3 separate regions of the Sus scrofa genome follow, and regions 2 and 3 are each linked to region 1. A link is a contact called in public Hi-C and promoter capture Hi-C data. All regions are on one chromosome and are shown on one strand. Each heading gives the region's core, a stretch centred on a gene start, on an enhancer-like site or on the middle of the called end of the contact. The rest is flanking DNA. Distances are from core to core; before and after follow the strand shown. Region 1 overlaps PCCA (propionyl-CoA carboxylase alpha chain, mitochondrial). Region 2 has its middle 30 kb from the start of ZIC2. Region 3 has its middle 25 kb from the start of PCCA.

The links. Promoter capture Hi-C pulls out the DNA fragments that hold promoters and counts their contacts. Hi-C and Micro-C count contacts between places; a contact is called where the count stands out from the background.
Region 2: a promoter capture Hi-C map of liver shows a contact between it and region 1, with 4 times the contacts expected there. The contact joins two enhancer-like sites. A contact is called at or near these places in 1 of 5 promoter capture datasets (liver) and 2 of 47 Hi-C or Micro-C datasets (embryonic fibroblasts and liver).
Region 3: a contact with region 1 is called in a Hi-C map of liver, with 2.2 times the contacts expected there. The contact joins two enhancer-like sites. A contact is called at or near these places in 2 of 47 Hi-C or Micro-C datasets (embryonic fibroblasts and liver).

Annotation. Positions count from the first base shown.
Region 1 is chr11:69,045,798-69,048,598 of Sscrofa11.1, forward strand. The region is part of intron 8 of PCCA (propionyl-CoA carboxylase alpha chain, mitochondrial); the gene reads left to right. Among named protein-coding and RNA genes, the nearest start is that of PCCA, 130 kb to the left of the region's middle. Within about 2 kb of position 1,369, at least 4 of the 83 cell types and tissues checked have an H3K27ac peak or open chromatin away from gene starts, as enhancers often do. A contact at or near this core is called in liver, where this site is marked.
Region 2 is chr11:68,869,735-68,872,535 of Sscrofa11.1, forward strand. No RefSeq gene overlaps it. Among named protein-coding and RNA genes, the nearest start is that of ZIC2, 30 kb to the left of the region's middle. Within about 2 kb of position 1,472, at least 3 of the 83 cell types and tissues checked have an H3K27ac peak or open chromatin away from gene starts, as enhancers often do. A contact at or near this core is called in liver, where this site is marked.
Region 3 is chr11:68,894,304-68,897,104 of Sscrofa11.1, forward strand. It overlaps the pseudogene LOC100622891. Among named protein-coding and RNA genes, the nearest start is that of PCCA, 25 kb to the right of the region's middle. Within about 2 kb of position 1,413, at least 2 of the 83 cell types and tissues checked have an H3K27ac peak or open chromatin away from gene starts, as enhancers often do. A contact at or near this core is called in liver, where this site is marked.

The DNA.
Region 1 (2,801 bases), core at 119-2,618:
AAAAAAAAATCCGTGACCTTCAAAATAACCAGATAATCAGGATGGAACTCTGACCAGGTCTTATCACTTTGCTTTCCTTCCTTAATATTTTAATGCTGTGCTTAACACCCCCATCCCCCCTTCAGGTTTTTTTTTTTTTTTTTTTTTTTTTTTTCTGTGAATCTAATTCAATTTAAGGCTCTTTTCTTTTATATTTGGCCACGTCCTTTGTGGTCCTTCCTCTTTCCTATCTTCCCCCTAATTCTGTCCTACTTGATCCTTCTCATTGGTGAAACGAATGATTGCGGTCATGGCTGTTAAGTATGAGAGCGCTAGGATTTTGCTTATGCTCAAAGAAAGGGATGCCATAAAATTTGAGGTGAAATGAAACATAATAAAGAACCAGGGTCATCAGCTGTATAAAGCTTTAGGAATTTTCGTGAAAACCCCATCTGAATCACTGCTGAAACCTCCCATAAAATCTTTTTCCTTCCCAAATGCCAGCTTCTAAAATAAATGGACTCATATATTGTTGAAGTTTCTTGGTTTTCTGTATTGTTTGATGCTTCATCATTTTTGTTGTCTACTAATTTTATTGAGATATTTTAACATTTTAACTACATCATGATTTCGATGACCTTTTGTGAGTTTGTCTAAAAGCCGAATCGAACATTGATTCCCTGGGAACATGTATTCCTTGTTCCAAACAACTGAATTATAGTCAAACCTTCAAACCTATCCATTTGTAGGACGGTCCTTTGTCATACCTTTTCATAGGTTTCTGTTTACTTTTGTGTTACATGGTGAAAATGAAATTGATCATCTTTTTTGTGGTTCTCTCCCCCACATCTGTATTTCTCTGGAAGCTGAGATCAGTGCTGTCAAGGGAGGAAACTACTGCTTTGAGCACTGATGAATTAGGTGCCTTTTGCATAATAGTAGCTCTTGTTTATGGAGCATTTTTTCCTTGTCCAGGGACTTTGTGAATTTTATTTCTAATGCTAATTCTTGGGTTAATTATTTTCATTTACATTTAAGAAACAAAGGATTAGAAATGGTAAGTAATTTGCTCAAGGTCACAGAGCTACTGAGGGGTGGGCTGCTTTAAATTTAGGTTCTTTTAGCTCCAAAGACCATGGATTTTTCACTATACTTCGGTGAACTAATGAGATTAGAAGATGAGAGCTAAAATTTGAGTTACCACTTTGTGTAAAATAGCATAAGGCGTTTAAGCATGTTACCCGTGGAATTTAAGACTCAGACAGCCTCTTATCGTTGACGGGGTGAGAGACAGTTAGGACTTAATATGTTACTTCTCTGTACTTGTTTTTGGTTTCTCTTGTCTCCCTTATTCTCACTCCTGATTTCTCCCTTTGACCTCTCTAAGTTTAAAGATACAGGGCTATTGATCCCCAGTTTATCTTTAACCCCAGAGATAGACAACAGCAATCCGTGAGCTTCATTTGCATTAAAGTTTGATCTTTTTCCTGGATCTAAGGTCCTTAATACAATCAATCCAAAATTGATTCTTAAAAGGAAAAGAAATTGTAAATCTAAACCCTGTCCTTTGACAACCCCCAGATTATTCTGATTCTTTTCTTTTCTTTTGCCTGTCTTTCTCACAGTCATAAATCATACCCAATTTAAGTAAAATTTTTTGATTTTTCAGGTCTACCATACTCCAAGCCTGCTTCTCCCATGGTTTCTACATCTCTGTAGATGTCACTCCATTCACTCAGCAGCTAGAGCTAAAACCCAAGATCTCTCCTGGTGCCTTTTCCCCTGTCATTCTATTGTCAGTCTTTCAATAGATACTGTCAGTTCTTTATTCAAAATATCTCCCATATTCACTACTCACTATCTTGACTACCAACACTCTCTACCAAACTACCATTGTTCTTGCAAGGACTGTGATAATAGTTTCTCTACTTCTTTTCTTACAACACTTCAAAGCCATTCTTCACATAGCAGTCAGTGTGATATTTTAAAACTCTAAATAATAAGGACATACCTCATCTCGTCCCACCCAATTGATCCCTCCTTTAAACCCTTTAATGGCTTTCCGTTGCCCTTAGATAAAATCAGAATTCTTTACTGTGACTGCAAACCCAGGCTGATTTGACACCTGCCTTTCTCTCCAGTCTTGCTTTATACTACTCCCTTCCTTGTCTGCCACACTTCAGGCACACTGGCTTTCTTGAACACACCAAACTTCAGAGCCTTAGAGTAGGATTTTTTGAAGCGGGGAGGAGGGGAGCTTGGAATACTCTTGCCGATAGCTTCATAGATGACTCCTTGCCTTTCATATCTTGGCTTAAATTTCACATCTTCAAGAGAAGATACTCTGGTATTACCACTCAGTCATTCTGTTTTATAACCCATATTCTAAGTTGCTGCAAAATACTCATGACTTTAGATATTTGTCTTGTTTGTTAACTTTTCCCTCAATATGTTATTTTGAAAAATTTCAACCATAAAACATTTTGAAAGAATTTTGCAGTGTGTACCTATATACCCAACACCAAAATTCCATTATCAATCTTCTGCTAGATTTGCTTTGTCACTTTTCTATTTGTTAGTATTGCTTAATTTTTAGTGCTTTTCAAAATACATTGCAGTTATTATGCATCCCACTAAATACTTCAACAGACATGTAATGTAATTCAGTATTTGTACACAACTGGGTTATTTTGAGGCAAAATTTGTATACAGTAACACGAACAATTCTTAGGTATGTATTTGCTGATTTTGGTATATGCATATCCAACATGTGCAACATAAAACCCTGAGATATTGAACATTTCTGTCACCCATATGCTGCC
Region 2 (2,801 bases), core at 222-2,721, 180 kb before region 1:
CATTTATAGCTTTAAAATAAGAGTTTCTTCATTGTTATGTTTCTAGTTTTTTTGATCTAGAGTAGTCCCTCACTTTTAATTTTCTTTTTATTGCATTAACTTTTTAAAAGCTCTAGGCCAGTTTTCTCATAGCATATCCCCCATTCTATGTTTGTTTGATTTTTTTCCTATGGTATCACTTAACGTGTTCCATCCATTTTCTTTCCTACAAACTTGGTGTAAGTCTAGAGGCTTGATTAGATTCCAGTTCAATAGGAAATGTCCGTTTGTACCATTATTAATAATGCCACATTGGTCACTTGGCTAAGGTGGTGGCTGCCAGTTCTGTCATTTTCTCCATTGTAGTTACACATAATCTGTGGAGTGATACTTCAACACTGTGCAAATATCCCTTGACTCAGTGAGTAAGCATGCATTTAACTGTCTTACCTGGCTTGCCCTGATGTGGAGTTGATTCATGTTCATAGGCTCAAGATCAGAAGATACCTCCATCTAGATCGGTGATTCTCAATTGGGGGTGATTTTGCCCTTCAGGGGATGTTTGTCAATGTCTGGAGATATTTTTGGTTGTCATGATTGAGGGGGAACATGCTTTTGGCATCTAGTGGGTAAAGGCCAAGATGTGCCCTACAATGCCCAGGAAGCCCCCTTCTTCTCCCCAGCAAAGAATTATCTGGCCCAGAATGTGAATAGTTCCACTGTTGAGAAACTTTGATTTAGATGAATAATTAAGCTTTTCTATCATACACAGTTCGTTGACCTTTTTGGAGATGCTAGTAAAGTTTTAGAGCCTATCTTCAGCAGTGGTAGAAACCAAGCAGATGTTAGAATGCCTCAGAATTTTCCCATGTTTCAAACCAAGCAGATTTTTACTATCCACTTGTTCTGTCTTTCCATTTCTTTCTTTCTTTCTTTTTTTCTTTTTTGTCTTTTTGCCTTTTCTAGGGCTGCTCCCACAGCATATGGAAGTTCCCAGGCTAGGGGTTGAATAGGAGCTGTAGCAATACAGGATCAGAGCCGTGTCTGCGACCTATACCACAGCTCACAGCAACACAGGATCCTTAACCCGCTGAGCAAGGCCAGGGATCGAACCCGCAACCTCATGGTTCCTAGTCGGATTCGTTGACCACTGAGCCACGATGGGAACTCCCGTCTTTCCATTTCTTTATAAGAGTCTTCTTGAGAAGGATTTAAATTGCTTTCCTCTACTCTCAAGAAACTAATAAAATAAGGATGAAACCCCCCCTAGAATTAACCCTTGAAGCATTCTTCTCTGCTTTTGTGTTTCCGAGAAGATTTTGGAATGTCATCTTAAAGGCTTCAGAGCCAGGGAGGAGAAAGTGGAGACAGAGAAATATCAAGTTAAGAATTCACTGTTAGAAAAATGGCCCAGAGAGAGTAACCAGAGTTCAGGAAAGGCCAGGAGAGGGCAGAGGGCACTTCCACCCTCACACCTGTAAGTTATTAATGACCTTTGAAGTGATCGTTGATGGAAGCACTTGTACATTTGAGCTGCTTCATATGTGTACTTAGTGTATTCAGAGAACTGCTTAGCTTCTGGAACCCTGAAATATCTTCAGACTGCATCAGAGATCAAACAGCAGAATCCATGACTTGGGAATATCATGTAGCCATGTGACATGTGGAGGGATCCAGAGTATGAGAACTGTTTCCTAAATAACTACACCATATATTTTTAACTCAGAGATTTAACATTGCTTTTAGAGCTTTAAAAATAGCAATCTCAGAAAATAATGTCCCACAGTTTCAAGATAAGGTAATACGAGATAAAATTTTTACGCATTTATTTTAGGTTCCTCTTCTTAAAAGATTAGAACATAATTACCTTATTTTCATTCAAATTGTCTTAGATAGTTTATGCAGCATTTGCATGTTTTTAGGTTTTGAGGACATTGCCCTTGCCTTTTGAGAGCTGAGTCAACAGTTTTGTTTGAGCTTAGCAAACATGGAATCATTTCAAGTCCAACTTCTCTCCTGCGCTGTGAAGCTAGTACATGAATTCATTCAGCAGCTGCAGTTATACTTTTGGAAGAAGCAGCAAAATACATAGGCCTTTGCCTTTAATTTTTTTCCAATTAGTATTTCTTTCTCTCTCTCTCTCTCTTTTTTTTTCATTTTATGACTGCTTCTGCAGCATGTGGAAGTTCCCCGGCAAGGGATTGAAACCAAGCCACAAGTGTGACCTACGCTGCAGCTGTGGCAATGCCAGATCCTTTAACCCACTCCACCAGGCCAGGGATTAAACCTGCCCCTGAGCCATCGCAGTCAGATTCTTTTTTTTTTGTCTTTTTGCCATTTCTTGGGCTGCTCCTACGGCATATGGAGGTTCCCAGGCTAGGGGTCGAATCGGAGCTGTAGCTGCCAGCCTATACCAGAGCCACAGCAACGCGGGATCCGAGCCACATCTGCGACCTACACCACAGCTCACGGCAACGCCGGATCGTCAACCCACTGAGCAAGGGCAGGGACCAAACCCGCAACCTCATGGTTCCTAGTCGGATTCGTTAACCACTGCGCCATGACGGGAACTCCGGCCCATCTCATTTCTATTTTTTTTTTTTTTTTTTTGTCTTTTTGTCTTTTTTTTGTTGTTGTTGTTGTTGTTGTTGCTATTTCTTGGGCTGCTCCTACGGCATATGGAGGTTCCCAGGCTAGGGGTTGAATCGGAGCTGTAGCCGCCAGCCTATACCAGAGCCACAGCAACGCGGGATCCGAGCCACATCTGCAACCTACACCACAGCTCACGGCAACGCCAGATCGTTAACCCACTGAGCAAGGGC
Region 3 (2,801 bases), core at 163-2,662, 150 kb before region 1:
CTTTAAATTGGTGTCTCTGTTGGAGACCCTACTCTTCTATGTCTTACTCTTGGGGAAGAAAATTAGCTGACTTTATGTTTGATTCCTTGTGGGCTCGACTCTGTTCTCCCTCATTTTAGTCTTTCTGTAGATATACCCAGTTTCACTGCTTTCAAAACCTTATAGACTAGTAGTGAAGAACATATACCCACAAATGTATGTCACGATATAATAAACATCATAAGAGAGACTTTATGTTATTAGAGTGAAGAGAAAATAATTTTGGCTGGAGAAATCTAAGAAGGCTTCACGGAGGAGGTAGCATATGAGGGAGAGAGGTTTTGAGGAATGGACAGGAATTTAGTAGATGTGCCAAACAGCTTACTCAAAGAAACTGTTAGGGTAGTTTGCTTGAAATTGGATCAGTTTTCCTCTTCTGTGACATAATTTCCCTGTAGTAGATCAACCCGTATCCATCTTAAATGTATTTTCTCATAATCACATATTAATGCAAATATGTCTAATAGAATGCATGGGGAGAATATGATTTTACTGCCGGGAGTGGGCAGTAGATTAAAAAGAATGATTTAAGAGTAGGAACTACCAGAGTTCTCGTCATGGCTTAGTGGTTCACGAATCCGACTAGGAACCATGGGGTTGCGGGTTCAGTCCCTGGCCTTGCTCAGTGGGTTGGGGATCCAGCGTTGCCGTGAACTGTGGTGTAGGTTGCAGATGCGGCTCGGATCCTGCATTGCTGTGGCTTTGTTTGGCAGCTATAGCTCCAATCAGACCCCTAGCCTGGGAACCTCCATATGCTGCAGGAGCGGCTCTAGAAAAGGCAGAAAGACAAACAAAAACAAAAACCAACCCCCCCCCCAAAAAAAAAAGAATAGGGACTACCAGTATCGAGAGGATAGGTGGAAGAGAGGGCCCAGTGACAGATACTGAGAAGTGAAGTCAGAGAATTCTAAGATAAACCAGGAGACATTGGTTTCAGAAAAGCCAAAGAGGAAGAGAATTTTATTATTTTTTTTGCTGCCAGCCTACGCCAGAGCCGCAGCAACACGGGATCTGAGCCGGATCTGAAACTTACACCAACTACAGCTCACGACAATGCCGGATCCTTAACCCATTGAGCAAGGCCAGGGATCAAACTCGCAACCTCTTGGTTTCTAGTTGGATTCGTTAACCCCTCAGCCATGACGGGAACTCCTACTTTCCTTTTTTAAATGCCCAAGTACTGGATGGTTGACTCTCATTGCTGCCCCTACCCCCTGACCCCAATCCCCCTACCTTCACAAGAAACACTTTGTCTGTAGCTTAGAGAGTGCCCAAGTTTTGTCAGCTGACTTGTAGCGGGTCAAAGTGCAGGCAGCGGTGTCAGTGGCATTGATCTGCTTTGGCATCCAGGAATCGGTCAGCCTATCAGCCTGGCCTGGGTAAGCGACGTTCAAAGATTTGATGGTGATAAAAGCCGTCTTTAGTTTTAGGAGTGCTGAAAGGAAATGTTTGTCGTGCAGTTGCTGTCCATTGCATCATCAACCTGATGTTCAACATATTCCTGTAAAACTCTAAGCAGAAATTCTTAACTGAGGTTTTCCCATCACTGAAGGCTTCTTTTGGTCACTGGAGAATCTCTTTAGTGTCAAACTGGAATCCTTAAATATTCCTTTCAGGAGATGTTTTCTGTTCCATTCTCTGGCATTCTCATTTTGGTGGCAGAGAGAAGTACTAGGAAGAAAATCAATAATCCAGGAATGGAATCCTCAGTTCAAGGCCATGGACAGCAGTAGTTTGATCTCTGCAGAGAACATCAAACAAATAGAATTTCTTCAGAAGTCTCTTACTCTGTTCCTTGGCTTTTTTAGACGAAATTTTTGTGAAAATATATGTAACCCTGTGTGAGTTTGTCTGAACTTTCTCCAGAGAAAATTACCACAGTATCTGTGCTTTGCTTTCTTTCTTTCTTTTTTTTTTTTTGTCTTTTTGTCTTTTTAGGGCTGCACCTGTGGCATATAGAGGTTCCCAGTCAGAGCTGTAGCTGCCGGCTACACCAGAGCCCTAGCAACAGGGGATCCGAGCTAGGTTCCCAGGCTAGGAGTCAATTCGGAGCTGTAGCTGCTGGCCCACACCACAGCCACAGCAATGCCAGATCCAAGTCTCATCTGCAACCTACACCACAGCTCATGGCAATGCCGGATTCTTAACCCACTGAGCGAGGCCAGGGATTGAACCTGCGTCTTCGTGGATACTAGTCAGGTTTGTTAACTGCTGAGCCACAATGGGAACCCCTGTGCTTTTCACATTTACTTGGAAATTAAGTACATACCTACTGAAGCATGGGCTGTTGTGGTGTCATAACTTTCCAAGTAAAATATGACCTCATCCAGGACTGGAAGCCTTCCTCAGAGTTAAAAAAGACTTGGTGATGTTCACTCCCAATATGGTTTGCCACCTTTCTAGCAGCCAGTAAATTGAGACTGTCTCTCATGCCAGTTGCATATGTCTGGAGGATACTATACTTGGGCCTCCTTTAGCTGCTTCGATAGAGTGACAGCAACCAAGCTGGAATCCAAGCCCCCTGATAGAAGGCATCCAGTCCTTCTGTCTGTCATCAGGTATTTCTTAGCATTGTCAAAGAGGATCCAGAGTATGTGTATATATGAAGAGGAAAGATCATGTGAATAAAGCCACTTCACTAGACAAATGCTAACTTGCTCCCAGTGGAATCACAGCAGGTTTATGTTGAGTTTCTTTTTTCTTCCTTTTCTTTTTTTTTTTTTTTTGCCGCACTCATAGATGGAGGTTCCCAGGCCAGGAAT